Regions from separate parts of the Sorghum bicolor genome. Here region 1 is linked to region 2. The links are chromatin contacts, called in public HiCAR-type maps. All regions are on one chromosome and are shown on one strand. The core of a region is the stretch at or near the end of the contact, and the rest is flanking DNA. Distances in the headings are between cores, read along the strand shown.

What was found. HiCAR-type assays count read pairs that join an accessible place to other places.
Region 1: a HiCAR-type map of leaf shows a contact between it and region 2, with 4 times the contacts expected there. The contact joins the promoter of LOC8061669 here to the promoter of LOC8059775 in region 2. A contact is called at or near these places in 3 of 4 Hi-C or Micro-C datasets (leaf and leaf mesophyll) and 1 of 1 datasets of contacts at active chromatin or transcription factors (leaf).

Annotation. Positions count from the first base shown.
Region 1 is chr2:18,755,472-18,759,848 of Sorghum_bicolor_NCBIv3, reverse strand. It overlaps LOC8061669 (probable UDP-3-O-acylglucosamine N-acyltransferase 2, mitochondrial), which reads right to left and starts at 2,738. Exons shown (of 11, transcript XM_002459776.2): 1 at 2,519-2,738; 2 at 1,723-1,856; 3 at 1,404-1,605; 4 at 1,242-1,318; 5 at 880-929; 6 at 129-193. The coding sequence starts at 1,849.
Region 2 is chr2:18,572,429-18,576,563 of Sorghum_bicolor_NCBIv3, reverse strand. LOC8059775 (ruBisCO large subunit-binding protein subunit alpha) reads right to left here and starts at 1,435. Exons shown (of 8, transcript XM_002459774.2): 1 at 997-1,435; 2 at 180-301; 3 at 1-102. The coding sequence starts at 1,204. It overlaps LOC8061668 (probable protein S-acyltransferase 19), which reads right to left. Exons shown (of 9, transcript XM_021454099.1): 9 at 2,471-4,014. The coding sequence ends at 2,983.

The DNA.
Region 1 (4,377 bases), core at 1,489-3,988, 180 kb before region 2:
AAATATATAATCAAATGAAAAGAGCTGATAGCCTATAGCTTCTTTAAATGAAAATCATGGACCAGACAACAGAAGAACTGCAATCACATGTTCTCAATATCAGCAATACCTTGCACTTAAAAAGTTACCTGCCTCTGTCAATGCATGTGTTTGCGCCTATTTCTACATGGTCTCCAATTTTTGCGTACAGCGTCTGACAAATAGCAAGATATTTCAGTATAGACAAAAAAGTACATGTTACTACCTCATACAACCCTTTACACCCAGAGCTACTTCAGCTGGTCCAATATACCCCATAATGAGATTTATCTTTTTGTTTTTCCATTTACAAGTTGAGCTTTAAGTTCTTTTTTCTGGGGAGGGGGGTTAGGGGAAAATTCTTGAGGCAATTTTCTAATATAGAACATAATTTCCTCTGTTACTACACAAATTTGAACTTCGTATTCAACTTGTAAGTGGAGAAATAAAAAAGACAACTCTCATTAGGGACCAACTTAAATAGTTTGGAGGAGTAAACGGAGCCTAAATTTTATTCACAAGGGATATCCAAATCACATCCACTAAAGACACTCAAAGAAACATCTACAGAGAGTCAGAGATAAGCCAGCTAGTTACTAAACATTGAGTGGGAATGTATTATCTCAAGATTTTTTTGCTATTGGACTTCAGGTAAGTAGGATGGATTAAGTATGATAAATGTCAGACTAAGCTTTTCCTTACCTATATAAGATAACACTGAATATTGCAGTAACACAGGCCATAAGGTAACCTTAGTTCTGAACATGTCAGTAGCTTTAAAATTGGATTCTACTAATTAACAATCTTCAAAAAAAAAAGGAATTACCATAGGGCAACAATGGTGAGCAACTGAGCACTAACCTGTGGTTTCTTCTTAACCTGTCCAGCATCATCCACAAAAAACCCAAAACCTGCAACCATAAGATGTACATCAACATATCATGAGAATATATGAATTATATTCTTTGAAAGGAGTATATCAAGCAATCTTATCATATACCATTATACCAAGTATTTTTAAAAAGAAAAGGTATGTGAGTAGCCAAAAGGCAATGCAATCTGCTCACTAGAAAAAAGTGACTGTGTCGAACGATTTGAAGTATAACATGCACATCCAACTGAGAGGTTTCAGCACATGATACCAGATACCAGCAACCTTGTACCTTCTTTCTTTTTTCACGGCATGGGATGACGTAAACACTAAAATGAGTATATATGCTCACCGTCTTGACCAATGGAGGCTCCATTGTGAATAATACAGAAGTCACCCACTGAGCAATTGCTTAAGACAACATTGTACCTACAGATTTTAAAACCAATCTTCATTCTCAGCAAATCCTTCAATCAAGAGTACATTCTCAAATTAAATTCAAGAATCAGAATACCCGATCCTAGTTGACTGCCCAATGGAAACTGAAGGCCCAACCACGGCTCCAGAACCAACAACGACCTCTCTACCAAGGACAGCACCAGAGTGCACGACTGCTCCGGGCTCCACCACAGCGGTGGGGTCAACGGACGCCGCCCGGTGCAGGAGGCCCCCGCCATTGTGCCACGGCAAGAACTCCACTGAAGCAGTGCCAGGATCTGATCGTTCAGCAAGTCAAGGGTCACAAATATCTCAAAATTAATAAAGTAAATTTATTTATTTTTTTAAATAAAAAGGAACTAAGTTTTGTGGCACTGGAGTGGATGATCACTTACTGCTGCAAGCAGAGGAGACGCCGCCCAGGTACCGCGCAAAGTGGCAGGCGGCGCGTGGCAGCACAGAGTGTAGTGATAGCGCCGCCTCCGCCGCCTTGCAGATGGTCCTAGGCAGGATGGCTGCCATCCTTTACCTGGGCGAGTGAAAAAAAAACAACAACAAATGACATATGTTCTAGTGAATGTTTTGGGCAAAACTAAAATGGGGGCAGAAATCCAAACCTAGTTAGGCCTTGTTTACTTCCACCCAAAAACGCAAAATTTTTCAAGATTCCCCGTTACATCAAATCTTTAGACACATGCATGGAGTATTAAATATAGACGAAAATAAAAACTAATTGCACAGTTTGGTCGAAATTTATGAGACGAATATTTTGAGCCTAGTTAGTCCTTGGTTGGACAATAATTACCACAAACAAACGAAAGTGCTACAATATTGCGAAATTTTTTCCGTTGGCGAACTAAACACGGCCTTAGTCGATCCTGATGGTGACCCTGCAGTGGCGGATGGCAAAGCAAGCTGCCTCGCGCTCTAAAGCGAAAGGACAGAGTCAGGGGATCAGCAGTGAACAACTACGAACTCAACCGCGAGAAAAAGCTGCCTTTCTCAAATCGCACTCGCACTAGATGTTTTTAGTATGTGGGTGTAAAGGGCTTTGGCTGACTGATCGATTTTTTTTTTCGTGTTCTTTCGGCCTCCGCGCTCGAGCAACTGCTGGCCTGTCTATGCTCTGGTCACCGGCGGCGGCGCTCGCCGACTACGAAAATGAGAAGAGGCGCTCGGGTGCACGGGTACCTGCTAGCTGCTGCTGGCATCACGCCGTCGCTGCACCTCTTTGCCGTTGAGCCCTGAGAGGGCGGAAGGCAGCGGCGCCTAGTGCAAGCTGCCCAGGAACCACCACCCTGATGTGCTCTAGCAGGTAGGGGAAGGTCGTGATGCGCCGCCGCCGGTCGGAGACTCGATGGGAGGACCGACTGACTGACTGAGGGAACGCTGACGCTGATGGGGCGGTGAGTTCAGTATTGGGCCTTGTAGTATTTGCTACCGGGCCTCTCGGTAGTTTCACTTTTTCCCTTGTCCGTTTAGGCCCTGCCAAACTTTTTTTTTACCCTGTCCATCGAATACTTTAACTTGAAACATTAAGGCCTTGTTTAGTGCGTAAAATTTTTTAAGATTCCCCGTCACATCGAATCTTTAGTCGCATACATATAGCATTAAATTAAATATAGATAAAAATAAAAACTAATTGCATAGTTTGTCCGTAATTTGTGAGATGAATCTTTTGAGCCTAATTACTCCGTGATTGGATAATGTTTGTCAAATAAAAACGAAAGTGCTACAGTAGCCAAAAACTAAAATTTTTGCGAACTAAACAAGACCTAAATATAAATAAAAAATAATTAATTCTACAGTTTTTACAATAACACTTATGTGCTATGGATGTTAGATTTAATAAATTCGTGTTGTGGTTTTCATGTGAGTTATATAATTAGTTTTTTAATTAGTATCTGAACATCACATCTGACATCTTATAAAAACATGAGGCTTTTACATGTATGTTATTATAAAAGTTAGTAATTGTCTACAAACTATTAAAAAAGTTGAGCTCTTACATGTGTCACTGCTCTGAACTCTTTTACCCTCTATGTCACTTCCGTTAGATTTGACTCTAACGGTGTTTAACTGTAGGTATGAAAAGTCAAAAATACCTTTATGTCTAAATATCTAATTAATTTTTTTTAGAACCTTAACAATCTCAAATGAAAAAAACTCAAAACCAGAAAGTCGTAGATCTCGTGAAGATCTATAATATTTATATAAAAAATATTTTTAATTGATTTGTATAAAAAATATTATATATTTTTGTATGAAATTCAATGAAAATAATTTTTATACAAAACTTACAGATATTGTTGAGATCTACAACTTTGTAGTTCTGAGTTTTATCATTTAAGATCACTAAGATGCTAAAAAATTAATTACATATTCAGCCTTGAGGGTATTTTTGACTTTTCACGCTCGCGGTTTGACACAGTTAGAGCCAAATCTGACGGAAATGGCATGAAGGGTAAAAAGAGTTTAGAGCAGTGACACTTGTGAGAGCTCAACTTTTTTAATAGTTTGTAGGTAATTATCAACTTTTATAATGGCATACATGTAAAAGCCTTATAAAACATCTGATGTGACACCTAAAAATTTCTCACCCATGAACTAAACAAGGCCCTATTGAAACCAAATTAGGCCTTGTTTAGTTCCCTACCAAAAACTTTTCACCCATCACATTGAATCTTTGGATATATGCATAGAGTATTAAATATAGACGAAAAAAACTAATTGCACGGTTTGGTTGTAAAATTGCGGGACGAATCTTTTAAGACTAATTAATCCATGGTTAGCCATAACTACTACGGTAAACCATTCTATACCTATCTATAAAGAGCCAAAATTTCAGTTTGCCAATAGATTTCTTCCGTCACCATGTCCGAGCCATGTTCGAACAGTAGAGGGAAGAAAGAAGAAAAAAAATCCAACAAAATCGAAACCATGATGGAATCGCACTCTAACAACCAGAGTCCTTGTCGCTTCTGCCTTCCAAAATCTCCACCGAAATATAGAGTATTAACATAAAAGCAACATGACTTAGAAGACAGCAA
Region 2 (4,135 bases), core at 186-2,685:
ACCAGTTGCAACTGCCAACAACCCAAGATTGATGATTTCCCGAGCCAAAACAATTGCTGTTGTAGTTCCATCGCCAACAGCACTATTTGTCTTGGATGCTATCTGGCTAAAACATGTCCAGTAAACAAGCAGCAGCAATACTAATTGATTTAAGGATACAAGAAAATGTAGCACCTTACCTCTTGAAGTAGCGTGGCACCTGCATGCTCAAGCGCATTTGGGAGCTCTATAGCCTTGGCAATTGTGACACCATCATTAATTACTTTAGGTACATCATCTTGGTCAATAACAACATTCCTCCCTGCAATAAACTTCTGAGCTTTCAACAATCAATAGCACTACAAGACACACAAACAGAGTATCTGTATAGTAAGAACAGCATGAGATATGATCCCAAGAGCATAAATTGCACCTTCACTGCAAAAATGCTCCCAAGTTTACTACACCTTTGACAATTAACAGCAACATAAAAAGGTAACTTTTGCTGTTCAGATAAAACAGGTTATCAAGTCTTTGTGAACTTGTGACAAGAAAATATTCCATCCAAAACATTAGATGGAACTACCCTATTTCCAACAAATTGGAAGTTGTAGGAGATAAAGTTAGAAACCAATTAACGAGTTTGGAGTAACTAGGTAACCATGTGACTGTAAATGGGAGATTGTTGGAGAGCAACAACACAGGTCTGAGGTCAGAGACCTGAATCTTGAAGTAACTACTCTGCATAGAAATGTCCTAAAGGCTAACTGCCTTCATAACACAAACTCTTCATTTGTCAGTCGGATTGGTTGCACCAATTCTACTTAAGGTGAATCATAGTGTACTGTTAGCTCGAACATTTTAGGTCCCAATGGGTCTGAAAATCGTAGCTTAAGCATTTTTTTCTAAACTGAACGAAGATAAACCAGATAAGATTTGATACCCAACCGATATTCGATACCTCACTGCATCCCCAGCAAGATAACAGGAACCGAAGCAAGCTTACGAAAGCCTCACCTTTGGGGCCGAGGGTGACGGCGACGGCGTCGGCGAGCTTGTCGATGCCGGCGGCGAGCCCACGACGGCAGGCCTCGCCGGTCGATATGACCTTGACGTCTGCCCGGACCACCAGGCGGCGGCCGACCCTGGCCGACCTAGGCAGCAGCTGCTGAGATGAGGGCGAGAAGCCGGCTGCGGGGGCGAAGGAAACGGCGGTCAGGTACATCGAAGCGGCCGCAGGAACCGAGAGTGAGCACGCCCAGAGCCGAGCCGCGACAGCCGGCCCGCGACTACGATCCGCTAGGCCGAGCGGGCGCCGGGAGGCGGAAGGCGAGGACAGGCGCGGCAGAGGAATCCCCTCGCCTGGGTGCCAGTGGTGGGTGAGGGGGGGCAGTGGCGAGAAGAAGGGGGAAGCGTGGCGGCGAGGTGAAGCACGAAGAACAGCAGAGGGTTTTAGCGACAGGAGGTTTTATCTGCTTGCACCCCTTCTTCCTATTGAACCCATTCAGGTCACACTAAATTAATGAATAGTATTTTCAGCCATAACTTTTTAAAAAAACAAAGATATCTCTGCTCTACTGAGGTTCTATTTGGTCTTAGGCCTTGTTTAGTTCTCTGAAAATTTTGCAAATTTTTTCACATTCCCCGTCACATCGAATCTTTAGACACATGCATGGAGTATTAAATATAAACGAAAATAAAAACTAATTGCACAGTTTGGTCGGAATTGACGAGACGAATCTTTTGAGCCTAGTTAGTCCATAATTGAATAATATTTGTCAAATACAAACGAAAGTGCTACAGTGTCGATTTTCCAAAATTTTTCGGAACTAAACAAGGCCTTAGGGGTTTTCAAGATCTGGATAAAAAAAACTTAGACTCCTAGAATCTTATCGAACCGGACCAGATTCTGGTGGAGTTTAAAAAATTCCTAGGCCTCAATGGTAGGGATGAAAACGGATCGGATACGGACGGATATCACTGATATCATATTTGTTTTCATATTTCTGGTCGGATTCGGATATGAATACAGATAATATCAACCATGTCGGATAAAATAGGATTAGATGTCGACGTCATAAATATATGATTTAAATATTCAGATACGGATATCGAATGTTGAATATTCGGACACGGATATAAACCTCTCTAAACGAATACGATCGAAAAATATCCGTACAACTTTATCATTTTTATCCCTGCTCAATGGTCACCGGAGTAGCGCACAGTTCCTGTAGACAGCAGTGGACACCCTGCAGAAACCATCCAATCCAGCTCATTCCATTGCTCCGCAGATATCGTGATTCGTCCGCGTCCGCGTCCGGCACGCCAACGGGAAACCTCCACGACCGGCAAGCAGAGAGCGGCAGCACATCCCAGCCAGCGGCGCCGTGACGTTTAGCTGAGAGCTGAGCATGCCACGCGGCTGCTGCCTCCGCTACGCAAAGGCCGACAAAAACAACGCGAGCGACGGACAACAAAAAAACAGAGGTGGTTCACACCATAGAAAGATGGCATGCCTAGAAAGATGCTGCTACAAGCATCAAAACTCAAGACCTGGTACAAGCAAGCAAATACGCCCGAGCACTGTCCGAAAGTGCACCTGAACTAACATTTTACATGTCGAATAGTATCCCATGGCACACACACACAGTGATGGCAAACGACACTACAAAGTCAGCTGCAAATCGGCGTTCGTTTGACATCACCAGAAATTAGCTCTTCCTATCTGTCGCGCATCAGATACCTGATGAATCCCTAACACGAACACATTGTACTACATCAGTCACTCCATCGCTCTCCCAGCACTGAAAAAAGTCAGCACTGACTCCGAGCGATACTTGTGGTTTTCATTATGGCCTGCCAAGTGCCAGCAGCCCCATTCATTCCAACAGCTGCCTTGTCCGTCCGTCTGGCAATCCCAGAAGAGCAGCCTTCCAACTATCTGTCAACTCTTCAGGGGCATCCTTCGCACTTCAGATGAACTTCATGAGCAGGAGCAAGTCATTTGTCAAAGGGTGGGTTCCTCTGGAACGTCCCAGGAGCAAATATTGGAAAGGAGCCTGTCCTTGCTTTCTCGCCCCGGATGTCACGCTGCTGGGCATTAGGATCTCTGCTTCCCTCGGGGCGTACCCTTGTGCCTGCCTCATTCCTCTGGCTGCTCATGCCAGGGGTACTCAGCATGGGACCGCCAAAGAATATTGACTGCCCAGAATATGTCAGCCTCTCTGAAGGCTGCCCTGATGCCATTGCTGAGGACGAGGCATTGCCGGGTGCAACACTCCTCGCATGGCTGCTTTGCTCGCCACTTGGGTTCGCCAAGAACCGTGGGTTTCTTGTTGGCACCTCGACACCAGTTCCGATTCTTGTCTGTGCAGGAACTGACACATACCGACCAGCCTCTTGATCCCAGACGACAGAGGCCCTTCGGTTCTCTCGAACATAAGATGTGGCTGACTGGAACATTGGGTTGCTTATCTGTGTCGCGGGAACAGCTGGCCGCGGTATCCCTGTGTTGGTTATTTGTGTGGTGGGAACAGGTGGCCGCAGCATCGCTGGCACAGGTCTTTCAGGAGGTGTAGGGCGAGGTGCTACACTGAACTGAGAGTGAGAAGCAAGCTTGTGGATGTGGACTGGACTGCTTAAACTGCTTGCGGTTGGTGTGCCGGTATCATAATCATCCTGGCTTGCAAGGCTTTGCGGGTATGAGTTCTGAAGTGGAGAAAGTTTCATCTCGCTGTTTGATTCCTTTGTGCCACTGTAGTCAACACTCATGCTACTCCTGACACTGGCATTGCCGCTGGAGATGACATCAGCTTCATGACCACGGCGGGCATCTATAGGTCGCAGAACCGAGGATGATGCCCGAGCTTTTGCAGCAGCTTTCATGACCTCATTCTTATCAAGCTTTGCGAGGCTGCGAGCACTGATTTTGACTGCCTTCTTAGCTTTGTTTGCTCTTTCAGCATATCCAGCAGCATCAGGGTCCACGGTTGAAGGCACCATTCCAGGCTCCAAATGTGGGATTACTTCATCCTGGTTGATGGTGTCAACATAAAAGTTAGTATATTTGAAGGACTCATTTGAACATTATAATTGTGCTTATTTTGAGCTGTCATCAAAGCTTTTAAAATTGTAACATGCACACATTGCATAG